Regions from separate parts of the Mus musculus genome. Here region 2 is linked to region 1. A link is a contact called in public targeted proximity ligation data. All regions are on one chromosome and are shown on one strand. The core of a region is the stretch at or near the end of the contact, and the rest is flanking DNA. Distances in the headings are between cores, read along the strand shown. Region 1 has its middle 87 kb from the start of Prkg1. Region 2 holds the start of Sgms1 (sphingomyelin synthase 1).

What was found.
Region 2: a contact with region 1 is called in a targeted proximity ligation map of pancreatic cancer cells. A contact is called at or near these places in 6 of 39 promoter capture datasets (the 3T3-L1 cell line, the HPC-7 cell line, embryonic stem cells and 3 more), 4 of 484 Hi-C or Micro-C datasets (cardiomyocytes and embryonic stem cells), 4 of 130 datasets of targeted methods (embryonic stem cells and pancreatic cancer cells) and 1 of 9 other capture datasets (embryonic stem cells).

What each region holds. Positions count from the first base shown.
Region 1 is chr19:31,749,349-31,753,611 of GRCm38.p6, forward strand. It overlaps a transcript of Prkg1 not described here. Among named protein-coding and RNA genes, the nearest start is that of Prkg1, 87 kb to the left of the region's middle.
Region 2 is chr19:32,385,692-32,389,820 of GRCm38.p6, forward strand. Sgms1 (sphingomyelin synthase 1) reads right to left here and starts at 2,821. Exons shown (of 10, transcript NM_144792.5): 1 at 2,529-2,821. 2700046G09Rik (RIKEN cDNA 2700046G09 gene) reads left to right here and starts at 3,525. Exons shown (of 2, transcript NR_033198.1): 1 at 3,525-3,685; 2 at 4,014-4,129.

The DNA.
Region 1 (4,263 bases), core at 948-3,447:
CCTGGCATGGACCATGTGTCCTTTATCCTCCTCACCCCATCTCTTCTCCTTGGAGCCCAGCAGACTTCAAAAGTTAGTCATAGCATTTCACTGGGGTCTGAGAAAGATAAACACAGACAGTACTGGGTAGTGAGTTACATATTGGTCACCTAAGGTTCACACCCACCCAGAAGTTGTAAATTAGAAGAAACTTACTTGAAACAAGGTCTTTATAGACATAATGAATAGTGTGCTTTCACGAGTCATAGCTGTGTTTTCACAAGTGGGAGACATAGACTCAACCACTGTGGAAGACAACTGTGCAGAAATAAAGAAGGTAGACAGTGGAGACCTATGAGCACAAGTCACAGAAGGCCCAAGATGGTCAGCAGCCTCCAAACACCAGGAAAAGAGCCTCCCTGCTAGCCTTCAATGACACCACATCCCTGCTGACACCTTGAATCTGAACTACTTGATGCCCACTGCCCAAACTACAAAAACACAAATTTCTGTAATATCAAACTCACTAATCATTGGCTTGACCAGACCCAAGTTATAGTGTGTGCGGACACAGGCCTTTCTGGACATTCCTACAAATGCAGTTCTCTTGAGGAGGTCAGGCACACATTTGGGAGGGTATCTAAATCACCCCCCATCCTGGAAATGGGGCCTTTTGATACTGTAAGTACTTTCATGTGCACTGCAATTTTAAAAAGATCAGAAGATCTCACAATGCCTAGTTTTCTCCATGCAGACCCACTGTGGATTATCATGCTATACAGTAGAAGAGCCCTGAGACCGGCGTTCTTCCAATGAGCTTTTGGATGCCCTGTCATGTATCTGAGCTCTGTCTCCTAATGTGCACAGAGCTCATGGAAACATAACAAATACTAGAAGCACAGCAGAGTGCCATGGGGTTGTGGACAGGGACAAATAAATTCATATGAGTCTGAGATGTGCATTCTTAAGCTTAATTAGTAGTTCTTATATTCCCATGCCATCAACTAAAAGTCCCTCTGAATGACATCCCTGACTTGGGAACGGGGTGGGGTTGGGGGGGGGGGTCTTGTCTCACTTTGCAGAGGTGAGACTAGCTTGGAGACATTAAACAATATGACTAATATACGATATCAGAAGCTTAAAATCCAGGGCTATGGAATCCCACACCTCCATATCTTGGCCTTTGTATTCATGCATGTGTACTGCCTGGAAGGGAATAATGGAAAGCGTCCTCTAGGTTTTCGTAGGCAACAAGAACACTCTATGATGTGATCCTTGTTAAAGTAGCACTAGCACATTGATTCTCGATACTGTGTGTAGCTGTACTTTGTTTATACTGAAATATTGAAAACTTGACTAGAGAAAATGAAAGAAGGAATAAATGAAAAAAGAAAGGAAAAGAGAAGAGAAGAGAAGAGAAGAGAAGAGAAGAAGGAAGGAAGGAAGGAAGGAAGAAAGAAAGAAAGAAAGAAAGAAAGAAAGAAAGAAAGAAAGAAAGAAAGAAAGAAAGAAAGAGAAAGAAGAGGGAAGGGAGGAAGGAAGGAAGAGAGGGAGGGAGGGAGGGAGAGAAAGAAAAAGAAAGAAAGAAAGAAAGGAAGGAAGGAAGGAAGAAAGAAAGAAAGAAAGAAAGAAAGAAAGAAAGAAAGAAAGAAAGAAAGAAAGGAAGAAAGGGAGAGAGGAAAGGGAGAGAGAAAAGAGGGAAGAACCAAAGAAAGAACTGGTTAAAATCTTGTGAGCTAGCTAGCTGTCTTCAAAGGTTCAGCCATGCAGATGCTGAATCTCTCAGGCAAACTAAACCTGAAAATCCGTGTTTGTTTGGTTCAGAGAGCCCATAGCCACAGAGCAGGCCCTAGCACAGCTCAGTCTGTTTATCTAGGAGCTTCTAGAATTCCTTCCTAGAGTACAAGTTTGTAAAAAGCTGTGGTGAGAGGCAAGAGTATGAAACATGCCCAGAAGGACAGAGACTCTTCCGTGGATGGGACTGAAAATCAAGTAAGTCCTAAATGTGGCCAACGCAGCGTCCCATCCGTGACTCCTGAAATGACTTCTAAAATGGGGTCACAACTACTCCAGAGAGCAGAAGTAGATCCAAGTGTGGGCTGAGAAATATGGCAGGAACACACATGGGTCCATTCCTGGCACGGAGTTAAAAGCACGTTACATATTTGGTGAATGAGGTCAGACACGGTAAACAATGGCAGTCAGTGCTGCGTTTGTTGAATGACTGCTCTGAACAGGGCACTCAGCTAAATCTTTCTCATGCGTGAGCTCATTTAGGCCTGTCAACAACCGTGGGAGGTTTTTTAAACAACTGAAGAGGCCAAAGCTTTGGATATGCTTTCTTGTATGACATCAGTCTAAGAGCACAGAACATGGCTCTTTGATCTCCAAACGACTTCATATGTCTTCCTACATGCTAACGATCAGGCTGCCCTGGGAGAAATGAAATCTAGAATAATATTTGTTCACATAGAAAAACTCAGATGTAATGAAAAATTAGTCTCTAAACTGCAAGCAGGCACTGGGAACTCTCAAAGGTACAAGCTTAAAGGTAACTAGAGATAGGGATACACGCCAGAGCATTCAGTAAGAGCGTTCTTCCCCATGGCTGTCAGGTACGGAGACAGGCATCTACTGTGCTGTGGGGATAGCTGCATGGCCCCTAGTTCTTTCTGCAATCCTGCAATGCCACTGGTTGGCAATTCAGAGCATGCCTGCACACATAGATAATGAGAGGACAGAAGGACAAAGCTGGAAAATAAGGAACCAAGCAAGAAAGTGCAACTATCCACAGTGTGGCTGCAGTCATGTCCCAGCTATGCAGGACATGCTCTCTAAGCAACCCTTCCGGCACTTCTGTGTCCTTCCTAAATCTGACGCAAGCAGTCCCTCAGCATCCCTGCTTTACTGCTATCCCTCATAAGCAATGTGTGGCAATAATTCCTTTAAGCCTCTAGTCTTCGAGAAGCAGCTTTTCTAGAATCTTCTAGAGTTAGAGGGGTGTACAACTGGCAATGAGCAGTCCATGTAATTTGCATCACTAAGTCAAACTGTATATGTGTATAAACATATCCATGTATGTGTATATGTATATGTGTGTATATATATATATATATTTATATGTACGCATTTACATTTTATTAGGACACGGTTACAGCACCTTATCTTGTCATCTCTGCTTGTCCTGTTTCAGTTTACACACACCTCCTCTCCCTTGGTTCACTTAGTGTTATGTTTAAGATACTTTTCAAAGGGGTGAGTATAGGAGACATAAGGGACTTGCCATCTAACCACAGATCAGTCACTAACAAGCGTCTGTGGTTGGCACATCAGATTCCTTTAAAACCTCCAGATCTCCCGTTTGTTTGTCACAATGTTTGTTTGTTAATCCACAAGGGTGAACAGGATATTTCCTAAAATCGATTCTGGGCAGTAGTGACTTCCAAAAGCAAATTGTTGGGGAAGCCTTCTGCCCCTGTAAAGGTTTTCTTACGGGAGAGCTAGTGATCCACTGAGAGCTTTATGCTTACCATGAATTCACACACAGCCCTGGCCCATATCTGCACATGAAGCTTACAGGAAACGCCATCCATGTCTTTGCAAAAGAGTCAAAATCAACTTCAAGGAAACAAGTAGTTTATGTAAAGTCACACAATCTGTGTGTGAAAGAATTCTCCAAGCCTGTGAACATCAAGGCCATTAGTGTGTTGGTCACTATCTACTTCTGGATTAGACTGAGTTGAAATTTCTCTTCTGCCTACCCTCTCAAGGTTTCTTTCCCTTATTTTAATTTTATTGGAAAGAGGAGATTAAAATCCATGCATAAAAGCACTTGTCTCCAATACTAACAACCAGCCTTTTAAATCTGGGACCCACATGATAGAAGAAGAGAGCTAACCCTCTCCCATAAACTGTCCTCTGACCTCCATATGTGTACCATGTCACACGCGTGCTGAAATATAACACACACATTTTTATAATACAAATAAATAAATGCAATTTTTCAGAAATCCAAGTAAAACTCATAAAATCATTCATATTATTGGATTCTCGTTCAAATAAGTACTAGTAAGCATACCTCTCACCAACTCTAGATCAATATCTCAACATTGACAGAGAGAGAAAAACAAAACAAAACAAAACAAAACAAAACAGAGAGAGATGGGGGAAAGGAGGAGAGGCTGTAATGGAAATCTTAGCCTATAAAAAGTAAAATCTGCTCTGTGACTCCAATACCATATATGTCCAAATCTTCCCACCAGTCTTAAAAAAAAAAAAAAAAAA
Region 2 (4,129 bases), core at 1,571-4,070, 640 kb after region 1:
GCGTGTTTGCTCAGTCCTTGGGCAGCTTTTACCTTCTCTACAGCAGTGTTTATCACTGGATGGCAAAGTCGGGAACCTACAGGTCTCCTGAAACGATTTGCAGGGAATGAGGTTTTATCAAAGAACATAGGATATCTGTCCGGAGCACATTTTAGTTAAAAACTAGCATCAAGTCCTCCTTTAGGTTTTTATGACTTGGCCCCAAAAGAGCGCCTTGACTCCAGCTCAAGAGAAGTGCCTGCCCCAAGCTGGAAATGAAAATGTGAACAAGTATCAAGCTCTTGATATAAAACTGAACCTATGGTCAACAAGGGGCAATTGCATCTTAGGAAAAAACACCAGGGTCTTTCAGTGCCCAACACACACAACGTACACAGACATTGCTGTGCATTCTTTATTCTAAAATTGTTCAGGAAAGAATCCCACTGATAGACATAAAAAAAAAGGAGAAATTCTAGTAATTCTAGTGCTCTTCTGTTATGAAAAACTTTTTAAAATATGAATAAGCATTTACTGAGCTACATACAGGTCAAGCATGCAAGACAGTAGAGTTCTCCGAGTAAGATGTTTTAAACAATGTGTGCCTTTAATAACTTAATATGTTGAATTAGTAGGTTTTTTTTTTAAGTTCCCTGGTATGTGAAGTAGTTCAATGTCAGTGACAAGTGGCAGAAAAGTATTTATTTTACTAACAATAAAAATGTTTGGTCTCTGAAGCAGAAACAGAAAGGGGTTCTCTGTACAGTAATTACCTGACTTGAACGGTTGTGGCGGCCATCTCCTGCTACCCAGCAGGTCTGTGATACAGACGTTAAAATGTGCTCCGTAGTTTAAAAGGAGCATTAAGGAAACCCAAAGGACCAGGGCATCCAGAAGGAAACAGGAAGCAAAACAAGAAGGAAGACTTGGTGCACATAAGAAGGCCACTCCGGGAGGTTTCCCCAAAGTTAGGTACCGCCAGCTGCGGGCACAGGCTCTGCAGCTTGCTTGCTGGCTTGCTTGGCCAAGGCAAGGCTTCAGAGCTGGAAACCTGCCACCTGCTGAATCACCAAACATCCCTGGGCTTCCCTTAAAAAAAAAAAAAAAAAAACTGACCACATCGGCACCCAACCCCAGCTGGCTTTTTCCTTGGACACTTAACACTCTGACCAATGAAACGCCTGGACATCCTCTCCCCTGCCTCCTCAGACCCAAACTGCCTCCCAAATCGAAGGCAACTTCCACCAGGATCAGACCTCATCAATCTCACTCCTTTCTGCTCCCTTGGCCCCCACCCCTGCTGATGTTCAGCCCCTAGTGCCAGAAGGCAAGGCGTAAGGAGTTGACAGACAGCACACCAAGACAGGCATTCACGACTTCCATAACCAGGTAGCCAACTAGAAACACCCCCAATCTGAAGAAGGTAAATTTCAGGAAAGCGATGACAGAAGGCAGGCCTCAGAACACTGAAAATAAACTTCCCGTCAGAAACCAGCCTTCTGTCTTTTTTATGTGTGTAGCGCTGAACTCGGTCCTGTCTGAAGGTGAAATGAAACATCCGAGAAGCACCTGCCCGGATTCTCTCAGCTCCCCAGGTCAATAGCATCCTCCACCCCGACTGTTAGCCCGGCAGTCAAAAAGGATCAAGCATTATCCAGAATCCGTTAGATGGACCAGGACACCGGGGCCACCAAAGGAAGACAGTTGGAGTGTGGGTTTAAAATCCGGGCAGAGGCAGCGCTGCTACCACTGATGTGCCCTTGACAAGTCGCCTATGATCACTCAGACCCCTCATTCTCTGGACGAACCGCGTCCAGAGCTACGCAGATGCCCCTGCAGGCCTTACCCTTTAACACCCCCACGCGGTGAGGACACGCGGGGTCTCAGAATAGTCGCGAGCCAGGGGCTGTTACACCGCCTGGGAAGGAAGGGGCTCGCTCCTCCGGGAAGGGGGGTCCCACCTGTTATGCCGTTGGGGGTCATCGAGGGGCCGTGCTGAAGGGAATCCCAAAGCCGCGGACTCTTGGCCCCGCTGCGATCAGGCCAGGAGGTACCAACTGTCACTCTGCCGCCCAGGGTTGTGGGGGTGGGGCTGTGATTTTGGGGGTCCACCCCTAAGCACTACGGGACCTCTGGCTGGCTTCCACCTGGAAAGGTCCTCAGTCCCGGGCTCTCAGGCCCCGCTACCGTCCGCTCGCCTCAATGTGACACCAGGCAGCCTTCCAGCCCGCACGCAGCACCTCGGAAAGGTGCCCACGGACGCCTCCTCCTTCCTCCCCGCCCAAGTTGGCGGGGGAGCCCCGCCGGCGGCCCGCCCCCTCGGAGCCGGGATCGCGGCCGCCAGAGCGCTCCCCCGCGCCCACCCCCACGAGCGGCCGCGGGGGACCGCACGCCAGGTACGCGCGACACCGCGCGGTATGCGCTCACGCCCCCTCGCCCCGGCTGCCCGCCCGCCGTCAACCGAGGTCAGGCCTGGCCCGAGAGACTCGGGTCAGATCCAGCCGCTCGCGACCCGGAGGCCGGCCCTCCACCCCCGCCCCGCGACTCACTTGCACGCGAGTCGTGGCAGCCGCCGGAATTCTTTCCACGCGCCGAGCCCCGCGCCGCGGAACGAAACCGGGGCAGGGCGGCGTGCGGACTCTGCACCCGATCCCGCTCTCCCGTCCGCGTGCCAGGCTCCCGGGACGAGCAGCCCGCCCGAACCGGCTCTCCCTGCTCCCGTCCAGCCGGCAGCCCGCCGCCGCTGCTCCGGCCGCCGCCGAGCTGGCGAGAAGGCTTCTGACTTGGAACCTCGGGCTGCCGAGCATGCCCAGTCCGCGGCGGAGCCGGGTCGGCTTCCCGCGCGACGCCAGTCCGTTCCTCCGGGTGTTCCCGGCGGCCAGGGGGCGGGGACCGCGGACGCTCGACCAGGGACCCAGCTGAGTCCCGCAGGACAGCTGGCCGTGGGGTGTGCTGGGGGTGGGGACGGGGGGGGGGGGGAGTCCTTTTTGTTTCTAGAAACGGGAACTGGAGATGCGGTTCCCTTTCGCCCCCACCACCCCCCAACCACGAGAAGAGAAAGATGGTGGGTTTCATCCTCCGGGATCAGAAGCCCTATTAGGAGCCAGCCCGAGAGTTGTGCGGCAAAAGGCGGCTAGAAGGTTGGGGACACAAACTCAGCCTTGGTGAAACTACCTACGGGGACAGCTGTTGGCGAACTACACTGGCATTTTCTTTCCCACCAAGCCCAAGAGCTGCGACACTTGTGACTCCCTTATGATTGATCATTTAAAATGGATGAACCTCAAACTCTTCGGGACATTTTTCCGAAGCTCTAATCCTTAAAACCACCATCTCCCCCCCCCCCCCCCCCCCAAATCAGGGGTCTGCAGGCTTCCTAAATCGCGCAGCCCCAGGCAGCGTGAAGGCCCAGGAGTTCTCGGGAAGAACCGGGCCCTCCCCCCTAGTCCGTCCGGGCCCCACCTCCCGCCGCCTCTCGGAGCTGCGGCGAAAACCTGGAGAGCGCCGCACCAGGGCCGGAGCACTGCGCATGCCCAATGGCCCCACGGGGTGCGGGTCGCCGGCAGATCTCCAGCTCGGGCAGTGGAACCCGGTACCAGGACGGTGATCTCGCGGCAGAGACAGCAGCCTCCAGTAGCTCCGGCCTTCTGGGCCGACCGCTCGTACCACCGTGGCATGGGTCGCCCGGGACGCGCTACCCTGCAGGGTCTGGTCTGGGGGCGGGGAGGGGGGAACGGCCGTGCCTGCGAGACACGTGACTGTCCGCGGAGCTCCGGGGCAGCCATCTTCAGCTCTCCGGGGCCGTAGACGAAGAAGGGTCCGGGATCCGGGCAGACTCTAGTCCATTTGCCTCCCCACCAGGCACAGGCCCCCGCCCTCACCTGCATGCAGTCCGCCAGTCTACAGCGGGGGTACAGCGAGGGTACTGCGACGCCGGTGACACCGGGAGGACCGGCTGTCTCCAGAGCCAGAACCTAACGGCTAAGAATTGGAGAGCCGCTCTCTTGGAGCTGATGGCTTCTGCTTTTCCCCAGGGGCGGAAGTTGGGAAGAGGAGTTCCCGTTCCTAAGGCGCTGGCATCGCTCCTCCTGCTGCTTCCCTGTTCTGACCCATTCCCGGCGACGGAGGATGAAGGTGGCGAAAGATGTTT